Regions from separate parts of the Capsicum annuum genome. Here region 1 is linked to region 2. Evidence: chromatin contacts called from public Hi-C data. All regions are on one chromosome and are shown on one strand. Each heading gives the region's core, a stretch centred on a gene start, on an enhancer-like site or on the middle of the called end of the contact. The rest is flanking DNA. Distances are from core to core; before and after follow the strand shown. Region 1 holds the start of LOC107875286 (E3 ubiquitin protein ligase DRIP2). Region 2 holds the start of LOC107873770 (F-box/LRR-repeat protein 17).

Region 1 (5,489 bases), core at 281-2,780, 760 kb before region 2:
TGACCATAGATTTTGAAAAGGATTTTATAAATTTGCCTTCATTTTTTTTTTCAAAGTCCCCCAAAATCATCAACTTTTGAGGCTTTGGTCACGAAATTTTCATGGTTTTTAAAGCAGAATATATGTCCAGATCATGATTTCAAATTTTAAAATTATAACTTAAAATAACTCAAATTTTCAAGTTCAAATTCTATATTCGATTAGGAATTTAAGTAGCTCGTCTTGTCTAACATGCACATCCACGTACAATTAGGCCCTTTGTTTTAGCACTACCGGCACATTTTAACCTCCCTCCCCCCTCCCCCCGCGAGCCTGGTAATCTTTTTTAAAACAAAATGTACTTTTTAGAAGCTATTACACTCTCTCTATTTCTAAATAAGTGTTGTTTTTAGTTTCGACATACCTTTCAAGAAACTTTGTTCCTAAAGAATTAAAAATATATTTTTATTAATTTGTCCTTGTTAAATATTTTGAAGAAAATATAATTCTTTAGCTTCTTGATTATATAAAATTCTCGTTATTTAAAAGAATTTTTTTTAAAAATTATTAGTATCCCTTGATTATCCAGAATGTCACTAATTTAGATACATAATAACAAAATATTAAAATATCACTTAATTTGAAATAGGGAGTATGTAATTAAAAGAAAAATTAATACTACATCCGTAAAAATAGAAAAACAATAATAGGTACTATGTCTGAAATGAGTATTAAGTATTCAATAAAAAATACAATAAATATTTAATTATATTGAATATCACTTATTTAGAAAAAAAAAAAACAATTAAAAATCACTTATAGAATAAAGGAGTGTGGAAGTAAAAAAAAAAAAAATCAATACTATATCCTTATGAGTAAAAATACAACAATCGTAACAAGTAACGTATTTGAAATAAGTATTAAATAGAAAAAGAATAATAAGTCATTGATTATCTAAAGAATCACTTATCTGGAAAAAAAAATCATCACTTATTTAGGAAGAAATGACCACACAAGCAAAAATAAATAAAATACTATTGCATCTATAAAATAGAAAAATAATAATCCCTTCATTTATAAATATGTGTTTGACTTGGTCACACAAAATTAAAAGTAATTTTATCAAATTTATCCTAGTTTTATCTGTTCTAAAAACATACTCCATTTATTTTATTTTACTCATCCCAATTTGACATTATATATTGATTAAGAAAAAAATTAATAACATGACAATTTTATCATAATACCCCTATTAAATGATATTTATATTTTAATTTGGAGAAACATAATAAATATTAAGGATAAAAAAGAAAAAGAAAATATTTTATCTTGATTAATAAAAAATTATAAGTAAAATGAGAAATTAAATTAAAAAATCTGGGATGAGTAGAAAAGGCGAAGGAAGTATTAAAAAGATTATGAATAAATTCTTGATTATGTAGAAAATAAGTTTTAAACAACACTTATTTAAAAACAAAGAATAAATATAGTAGAAGTAAAAAAAACTTTAATACTAGTACACCTCAGTAAAAATAGAAAAGGTGTAATAAATCCGAAATAATTAAAGAAGTAGGGAAAAGTATTGTATTTTGTTGACGCCATTGTGAAGCTTACTTTCTCGATTTCAACTCCCAAATAACCCAACACACATACACAACAATAATACGAAGAAGAAGAAACAGTACAAGATCATCGTCGACACCCACCCCCCACCCACCTTACCCTTCCCCACTACCCAATCTATCACCAACCCATCTCCCCTTTTCCCAAATTAAATCGACCCATTTACTCAAATTTCCAAACTTTTTGACCCAGATTCACACTACTCCTTCTGTGTTGTGTTATGCTTGATGATTGCTGGTTCTGTTTTTGGGTTTAATGCAGAGGGGTGAATGACTGAATTCAATGGACGTAAATTCTGCGTGTGTGTAGCATGCACTGGTTGAGTTACGTGGGGTTTGAGCTGTAACGGCAGCTGGATTTTCATTGTAATTCAAACAGGTTGTTCGGAATTACGGATATAATTGATAGAGAGGAAATGCCGAATCAAGTTGTGAAAGTCAAGAGAGATAAAATTGCGGCATGCATTACATGCCCTCTTTGTCATAAGCTATTCAGAGACGCTACGACTATTTCCGAATGTCTTCATACATGTGAGTATAATTTTGATATGCAATGGGTTTTTCATTTTTGGTCAATGTGAGATATTTGAATTTTGAATTTTCGATCTGGGTTTGTTTTGTTTACTGTAATTTAGCTGGATTAATCTTTGATACGGTCACAACATGGTGTTCTCTATGTGCTTAGAGGTTTTAGGTAGTTTAAAAAGTTTAGAGAATTGCGTATACAGTGCCTGTTTGTCTGCTGCGCGCAGTATTCGAACGATTATAGGTTGTTTCGAACAGTACATTTGGTCAATATTCTTGGTTTATGATCAACTAAATGGAACTAGTTACATGTTTGATTGATTTAACTTAAATGGGTTTTGCGTATTTACACAGTGGTAATGAATTAAATGATCAACAGTTTCTGATTTTATATGGAAGTTTTCTGTTCAAGTAGATAAAAGCCTGATGCTTGTTCACCATGTATAATTGAGCTGTATAACTATTCATTTGGAAAATTCAAATGAAATATATGTGTCATTTATGCAATCATTTCTAGAAAATTATTATTTTTTGTGATTGTATAGCGAGGAGCATGCGTTGTTTTCCCTAAATAGTGTATATTATCGTATTAATCTTTGATAGTGTACCATCAGATGGGTGTTTCCATTCTGCTATGCGTATACAATTATATGAGTCTTTCAAACAGTACATTTGGTCAATATCTTGGTTTTATGATCAACTAAATGGAACTAGTCAGCTGTTTGATTGATTTCATTTAAATGAGTTTCGCTTATTTACTCAATGGTAATGAATTAGATGATCAACAGTTGCCAATTTTATGGAAATTTTCTGTTCAAGATAAATGCTTGATGCTTGGTTGAACATATATAATTGAGCTGCAATAATATGTGGTCAAGTGGCACATGACTTATTTTCATGCAATATCTCTTGCAATCATTTCTAGAAAATTATTTTCTTTGTGATCATACAGTAAGGAGCATGCTTTGATTTCCCAGTGTATATTATCGCATTAATTATCACGTTTTGATGAATGAATTAAAATTTATTACATTCTTCTGGTTTGGGCTGTACTGACACTAGCTTCTGTTGTTTCAAGAAAAGATGATCTTTTTTTTTTGTGCTAATATTGTTTCTGAAATTCACCCAGTTTGCAGGAAATGCATCCATAAGAAGCTCTCTGATGAAGAAACGGAATGCTGTCCAATATGCAAGATTGACTTGGGTTGTATCCCATTAGAGAAATTGAGGTCATATATTTTTAGTCTCACTCCTTTTCACTTTTTTTTTGTTAATCCTAACATGCAAAAATGGGCTTAATTGTCAGTTGACATATTGATGTAGATAGTTCTAGTTTTGCTTTTGCATTTTGTTCAACCACATGGAACCTCTAGTAAATATGACACTTTGGCCATGTTTTGCTGTCCCTCTGAAGTTTGATGTGCAACAAAAAGTTAGAGGTGTATTGTGTGAAAGATATCAGGTAGCAACTTCAGGTGTGAAAGATTTTACCGTTTTCCTTAGGCTAGGCTCACAGAGATGCTTCATTAGATAGCATGAGTTTTGCTGATTCTGGGTGTGCATACATGCATTTTAGCGCATAGTATTTGCTTGGTTGCTATATGATGTTCTTTTGAACCTTAGTCTTTGTAAATAACTCGAAGAAAAAGAAGGTGTTAAGAGACCCTTTTGGCCCAACCCTAGATATTCCAAGATACTTTTCCAAACCTGCTCCAGTCAAGAGATGGATAAATAGATGATCCCATTGTTACTAATGGGACACGTTCAAAGTGACTGATGTATCTTTTTTTTTTCTGTTGGTTAACTCTGCCATACCTCACTTGGTGGGAATATACTGGGTATGTTGTTGTAACTCCGCCATACCCCATCTAAATCTTTCTTTTTTTTTTCTTTTCATTTCAGGCCAGATCATACTCTGCAAGATATAAGAGCAAAGATATTCCCTTACAAGAGGCAAAAGGTGCAGGCACCTGAAGCTGTGCCTTCAATAACGCAGGCACCTGAACCTGTGCCTTCAGTTACCCCTCCAATCAGGAGAAAAGAGAGATCACTATCATCACTAGTGGTCAGTACTCCAAGAGTATCAACACAGACTGGAACAACAGGAAGAAGATCAAAATCAGTGGCAAGAAAATTATTACGAGGCTCCACATTTTCTGTTGAGAAACCTGTCAAGAAAGATGAAAGTTCCGCAGAAGATCAGCTGCATAGCGCTAGTTCACCTGAGACTTTGAACAAGTTTACTCAGAACATTAAGCAGGTAAAGTAATATTCTTGGTGGTGTGGTGCCTCATGTAAGGCTTCGTTGAAATCTTTTCCGTGGTTGATGTCAAGCGTATATAGGTGGATATTCTTGTTACACTTAATCATGCTTCTTTTGCAGAATTCTTCTAGTGTTGAGCTATTTGGCCAACCCACTCCCGATAATGAAACAGAGAATGGCATGGACCAGTGGAAAAGTAAAGTTGATTTGTGGAAGCCTTTGAACTGTTTGGTGGAAGTAGCGAATCGGAGCAAGTCTGCGAAGTTTACTTCCCAAGGTTCTACTGTCATATCAGAACATCCTCAGTCCATTGACAATGAGGCTCATGTCCGTAAACCTAAAGCAAAAAGACATGGACAAGAAATCAATGTCCACGATGACAATAATAACAATGAACCTGCTCATTTGGGGACAGACAAACCTAAAAAGATGCGGAGAAATAGCCAAAAGAAGGCGACATCAGATGGAGGATTTATTATTTCACCACAAACTGTGTTGGACGCAATCACTACCAAATGTGAAAGAAGGAATAATCCAATTTGGTTCTCATTAATGGCCTCCGAAGATAAGTAAGAATCTGCCTTATCTTGTAAATATCTTTTCTGTGAAAGAAATTATATTTTAAATGTTTCTGCTCCAATTATCTTTTGCAGGGAGGGAGATGCACCCTTGCCCCAAATTTCTGCAAGTTACTTGAGAATAAAGTAAGTTCATTTGTGATTTCGTTCCAGTCTTGTAGTGAAACAATTTGTCTTGTGATGCTGCTTCTTTCTAGGCTTAGCATTCTTAGTTATGCTCTAATTATCCGAATGAATTGCACAAAGAATGTCTATCGCTGCAGGAGTTAGGTACTTAAAGCCTTGATATCTGTTGCACTAACTATGTGGTAAGAGGGTGGAGGAGGGGGTCACATACCATTTCTTCTTTTCGAATATTGAACGAAGACACTACTGGTCTCTTTTGGTTGTAACTATGAGATCAACTACTTCTTCTAGTCCCAAGAAAGGAAGAAGAACTAATGATGCTAACTGTACGTAGTCTTGTTCCAAGAGTGTGGATACTAGATTTATATTGGTGAAGCTTTAAAACTGAGCATATTT
Region 2 (5,941 bases), core at 3,327-5,826:
AATTTAGTTAATTTAAAATTATTAAACTAATAAAAAAAGTATTAGTATCATTAATTCTTATAACTTCTAATATGGAAAGACTTGACCATAAATATATTTAATCAATTTTCAAATCTTAAATATTAATCAAAACATAACTACTCCAAAACATAATTTCACATGTTCTTCCATTGGTTCTCTACATGAGTGTTTTTATTATAGAGCGAGAGTATTTTTTTTGTTTTACTGAATTGCTTGGTTACCTAGAAATAGCCGGGGAAAGAGTAGGCCAAATTGTTAGACTAGTAGACTTTGAAAGTGTATAATCAAAATTAAGGATTAAGACAGCCAACTCCTTTAATTTTTGTTTATTTTTATCTGTTCACTATATACTAAAAATTAGAAATGTGCATCGGTTGATTTGGTTCGATTTATCAATTTTTTTATTTTTGAATATACTAAACCAATAATCAAACCAATAAGATATTTTTTATCGATTTTTGATTTATCGTTTTTAAGTACTTAACGGCTCGATTTTCGGTTTAGCCGATAAAAAAATACTCATAAAATAAAAATAGTAGTAACTAACATGAAAAAAAAATCGAATCTTAGTTGCAACAAAAAATCTTACATAATGTGTTTTAATTTACAAGAATCTTCAAGTTTGAACTAAAGATTGTTAAGAGAAATTAAGAGTTTGTATATTGAAATAATAGGTTTTTAATCGGTAGAAATTAAACAGAAATTAAGAAAAATATATACCAAGTCATATATATATATATATATATATATATATATATGTTCTTATAGGGTTATCGGTTTATCCAATAACCTAATAAGAAAAAATTGAACCGAATCAATAACCCAATATTTTTTTTTTATAAAATCATTAACAAACCATTAAACCAATAATTCAATAATAATAAACCAATAACATTTTTATCGGTTCGGTTTTTGCACACCCCTGCTAAAAACAGATATCCAAGAATAATTGTTCGAAACCAACAGATAATTTACCACTTTTGTATTCATATATCCTTTCTATTAATTTATTTATTTTCTTGTTCATGTGCTGTTATTAAAAATTATTTATCGTTCAATGCATTTCCCGATGCATTAATTAATTATATTGAAAGGGTGATATACTCCATTTTTTATACTATATGTACATAAACTTGAAGAAGGACACTTGGCATATTAATATTGGCTAGCAAGAGATGAGGAGCAATCTAAGTGATCAAGGTTGTGTGGCTGTTTGAACTGAAATATACTACGTGTTTGTGTATGCAAATTGCAGCAGAGATTGTACCTAATATTACTTAATATTGAAGATTGAAGTGTCTGGTCTCTCATTTCTGAGTGTGAAAAACACAGAGAAGTACAATGGCCACCAGCAGCACTGGTTGTATTACAACCTCTTCAGTTGCCTGTGTTGGCCTCGTGCACAAAGCATCTCTATCCCGCCCCTCCTGTCTTCTCGGTACGTTCATTTTTATACTATCTGGTTAACTGAAAGATAACGATATGCGATTGTCTAATAAGAGAGTAATATGATTATTTTTTGGGGGTTTCTCACTTGGTGTTCAATACCTGCATTGAGAATTAGTAATATGAAAAGTTACGTTAGGATCTTGAATTTGTCTTTGACCTATAGCAGAGGCGGACCTACATTGAGGCTAACGGGTGCACGTGCACCCGCTAGCCTCGAGAAAAACTCTGTATATATGATTTGTATATATCTCTCTATATACATATATCAGAGTATTATGTTAAATATATGCTGTGCACCCACAATAACAACTAGGTTGATTGGTGAGGTGGTTCGGTATGCCACTTGAAAGTTACACTTAATGTGTGACTACTCATGTTCGAGCCCCAACAACAATGTTTTATTGCTCTTTTAATCATTTTTCAATTTTCTATTGCGTGGTTGCTCAGGTTCGAACCCCAACAACAATACTTCTTTATTGCTCCTTTTTTTCATTTTTCAAGTTTCTTTACACTTATTGTTCAAATGTATATATTTATCTTTTGATTAAAAAAGACTTCCTACTTAGCAGTCATTTATTTCATACTTTTTCTTTTATGTATTGTGGATATTATTGAGTTATTTTTTATTTTATTTCAAAATATAAACTTCTCTTCAATTTCAAAAGGTAGATATTCTCCATAGCTTATACTGATAATATTTATTTTCTTTTAATCTTTTGATCATTGAGTTATTTTTTATTTAAAAAATTAGCAATTTAAAATTTGAGATAGGCTTAAATTAAACGTTACCCGTTGCAACTATCTAGCAAACAAATCTAACGAATTTAATATTTTTCAAAAACTTTCTATTATTGTTCAAAATATAAAAATACATTGAATTTAAATAGGTGAATAACACATTTTTTTCATATTAAATCTAATTAATGATATTCAATAATATCAAAATTTTGCTTATAAAATATTATAATTAATAAGTTTTCAAAGAAATGTATGTCGAACTTTGACACTGTTAATTACTATATTTAAATATAGAGGTGCACCCGTCAAACTTAAATCCTGGGTTCGCCTCTAACCTATAGTATGATCAATGGCTTTAATCTATTTGAATCACCTGAAAGTCTTAATTAAATATTAATCCGAAAAAGGAAATTGAATCTTCTTTTCTCAGATTAATTAGATATCATCAGATCATTAAATAAGTTCAAGAAGGAATGCATTGATTTAAAAATGCTCATGTGCGTCGTGGATCTAGGAGTTCATACGAATAATACAAAGTCCATATTATAAATTGATGTGAGAGATATATGATCGAAGTTTAAGTACAAATGAACATCTTCATCAAAAAATTATACTGTTAAAGTTACTTTTGCAGGGTTGCCAACGAATATGGGAAAGGTGAAATGTTCAATGGAAAGAGAGCAAGTAAAGGAAGAGTCAAAATTAGGAATGTGTGGATCATTGATAGCCGCAGCATGTGCAGCAACTATGTCAATTAGCTCACCAGCAATGGCACTAGTGGATGAGAGAATGAGCACAGAAGGAACTGGGCTTCCATTTGGGTTAAGCAATAACCTTCTTGGTTGGATCCTTTTTGGAGTTTTTGGTTTGATTTGGTCTCTTTACACTGTTTATACTTCTAGCCTTGATGAGGATGAAGATTCTGGATTGTCCCTTTGACCTTATATTTTAAGTATATTCTTAGTTGTGTAAAATAATCAACAACATTATTCCATCGTAGTACATAAGTGAGGTTTGAGAAAATTTTATCTCTACTAGGCTCTTTTTGATTGACAATTGTGTAAAATAATCATGACTACTGAATGTATTGATGTTGTGTATCTATGAACTTCTTGGAATGCTAATTGTGGTACTCATTTTCTTCCTGGCTATTTTGAAGTTATTTTTATTGAGAAAATAGACCTTATATCTAATTTAATTTGAGAAGTTAAATTACCGAGGATAGACTTTATATCTAACTAAATTATGGAGGACAGATTTTCCACTTGACACAATTTTAGAAGTTAACTTTTGATAGTATTTAAAAATTAACTCATGATGTTAAATTATTGGAAGGTAGATTTTATATTTGACTAAATTATGGAGGATAATTTTTATATCTAATTCAATTTTAGAAGTGAACTTATGGTGTCAAATTATGAAGGATATATTTCATATCTAACTCAATTTTAGAAATTAATTTATGGTGTTAAATTATATGGAGGGTAGACTTTATATTTAATTTAATTTTAGAAATTAACTTATGATGTAAAATAATGAAGAATAAACTTTACAATTTTAGAAGTTAATTTATGATGTTGAATTATGGAGGATAGATTTTATATCTAACTCAATTTTGGAAATTAATTCATGATGTTGAATTATGGAGAATAATCTTTATATCTAACTCAATATTAAAAGTTAACTTATGATGTTAAATTGTGTAGGATAATAATATTATTGATGGAATGATTTTCTGTATTTTAATAGTATTAAACACTTTGTATATTATGACTCCATAGTAAATAAATTTCCTGATTTTTCGCTTTGTTAATTATTAATTTCTCTGTCTTTGAAAATTTTCAATGACATCAACTAATTTGGTCAAAGTACTTGTTCTACCAAAAATTCATTTGTTTTTTATCTTTACTTTCAACAATGATAGTTTTAAAAATCAAAATTTTCTTTGCTAATATTAAAATTTAACACATATAACTAGATACAAATTTATGTATTTTTTCCTACGATTATCAAATTAAATAATAATCGTCATTTCATATGCTTTCATACACTACTTTTTCCATTTTAAAATAAGTTTTGCTCTTCAAAAATCAAGTTAATTTATTTTCAAAAGCAAATTAGATAAAATTAATTTAATATATTAAAAAACTAAAAAAAGTATTATAAGTTATAACTTTTTTCATATCAATGTGAAATACTACATATTGTTTGACTTTGCAAAAGAAAGTGATGAAAATTTAAAAAAATCCAGACAGTTAAAAATTAATTTTTGATTGCCAAAATTAGAAAGTTAATGAAAAAAAAATAGTAAATTTAAAAAGGTAGGCGCGAAAATAAACAAAACTCCCGCGCCATTCTCCCACCTTTTTATTTCAACTCACATCTCTTACCTCATCCTTTTTCACCTACACCAAAGTAGGCAACGCATTTTACCATTTTACCCCTCGCCGGCGTGAAGATTCCGATTAACGATCGTCGGAGGGATTTCGATGCAGCGCCGGCGTACCCACCCTCACATCGCCACTCCTACATCGGAGGTTGTTCTCCCGAAGCGCGGCAAGAAGCGTGGTGGCTACACTTGTGGCCGTTGCGGTGTACCGAAGAAAGGACACGTTTGTAATTTCCCTAAGAACCTCAATCCTATTGATAATCCTCCCATTCCTAAACCAGTCACCATCCTTCGTCCTCCTCCTCCTCTTCCTCCGCCGCTGCCGCCGCCACCGACGGAGAAACGCCATGTACTGCCGCAGCTCCGGCGAGCACTTTCATTTGATGACATTGATGTTAGTAATCCACCTGGATCTGATGACGACCCTGATAGCGAATCGGATCTAGTTGGGTCCGGGTCGGGGAATGGGAAGTTGACAGGGAGTTGTTTATGGGAAGTGTTTAAGAGATTGCCGCCTCCGGCGTTGCTTACATCGGCTAGGGTTTGTAAGGGGTGGAGGGAAACTTCTAGAAGGATCTGGAAGTCTGCTGTGGAGCTTAGACTTCGGGTTCCGGTTAATGCCCAGATTGGACTTGTCGGGTCGGTGTTAAAGAAATGTCCAGGGCTTGTTAAGCTTTCTCTTAGAATGGAAAGGTTAGTTCTTTGAAAGAATAATGGTGGATCAGATATAGAAACTAAACATAAAGGACTCAACTTTTCTATTTAACAACCAAAAATAAAGAACAAAAACTAAAACTTCAATCTGTTAACATTTGATTTGCCCCATCCAGGGTGGCGAAAAGGTTCATCGTTGGGAGAGTACATTGTATATATAAGGTCAAATATGATATTTATGTGTATGTATAGCATATATTGAACCCCCTTGACGCAAATTGAGAATCTATTTCAAATTCCCTTGGTGAAAATCTTGCCTCCGCCACTGACCCGATCATTACTCGTGAACGTGAACTTAAATTGTTGTTAGTGTACACAACTTAAATGCTTCAAAAATTAGTGCTAATAAGTATACAATGCAAAGTTTATTTGGGCTACTAGGTTAGATTTGAGGAAAATGATGTTGTGTAGATACACTGTTCAATTGGATGATCGTTGCTGATAGTGTATGTTTTTACAGTGACATTGATGCTACCTTGCTGGCCTGCATTGCATTTTCCTGTCCTAAACTGGATTCAATGGAGATACTTACTTCTGATACCTCAGTCAATCGGATAACTGGGTATGCTTTAGCTATGTAATTTGCTCTTTACTTACATATATGTATGTTATGCTAGGATTTTCTTGTTG

Evidence for each region. A called contact is a pair of places that touch in the nucleus more often than the background predicts.
Region 1: a Hi-C map of leaf shows a contact between it and region 2, with 4 times the contacts expected there. The contact joins the promoter of LOC107875286 here to the promoter of LOC107873770 in region 2. A contact is called at or near these places in 3 of 5 Hi-C or Micro-C datasets (leaf and pericarp).

What each region holds. Positions count from the first base shown.
Region 1 is chr6:228,053,079-228,058,567 of UCD10Xv1.1, reverse strand. LOC107875286 (E3 ubiquitin protein ligase DRIP2) reads left to right here and starts at 1,530. Exons shown (of 7, transcript XM_016721937.2): 1 at 1,530-2,132; 2 at 3,256-3,355; 3 at 4,029-4,386; 4 at 4,510-4,958; 5 at 5,043-5,093. The coding sequence starts at 2,018.
Region 2 is chr6:227,294,681-227,300,621 of UCD10Xv1.1, reverse strand. It overlaps LOC107873770 (F-box/LRR-repeat protein 17), which reads left to right and starts at 4,576. Exons shown (of 11, transcript XM_047414273.1): 1 at 4,576-5,290; 2 at 5,772-5,873. The coding sequence starts at 4,698. LOC107874570 (photosystem II reaction center W protein, chloroplastic) reads left to right here and starts at 1,043. Exons shown (of 2, transcript XM_016721333.2): 1 at 1,043-1,459; 2 at 2,843-3,332. The coding sequence starts at 1,363. The coding sequence ends at 3,147.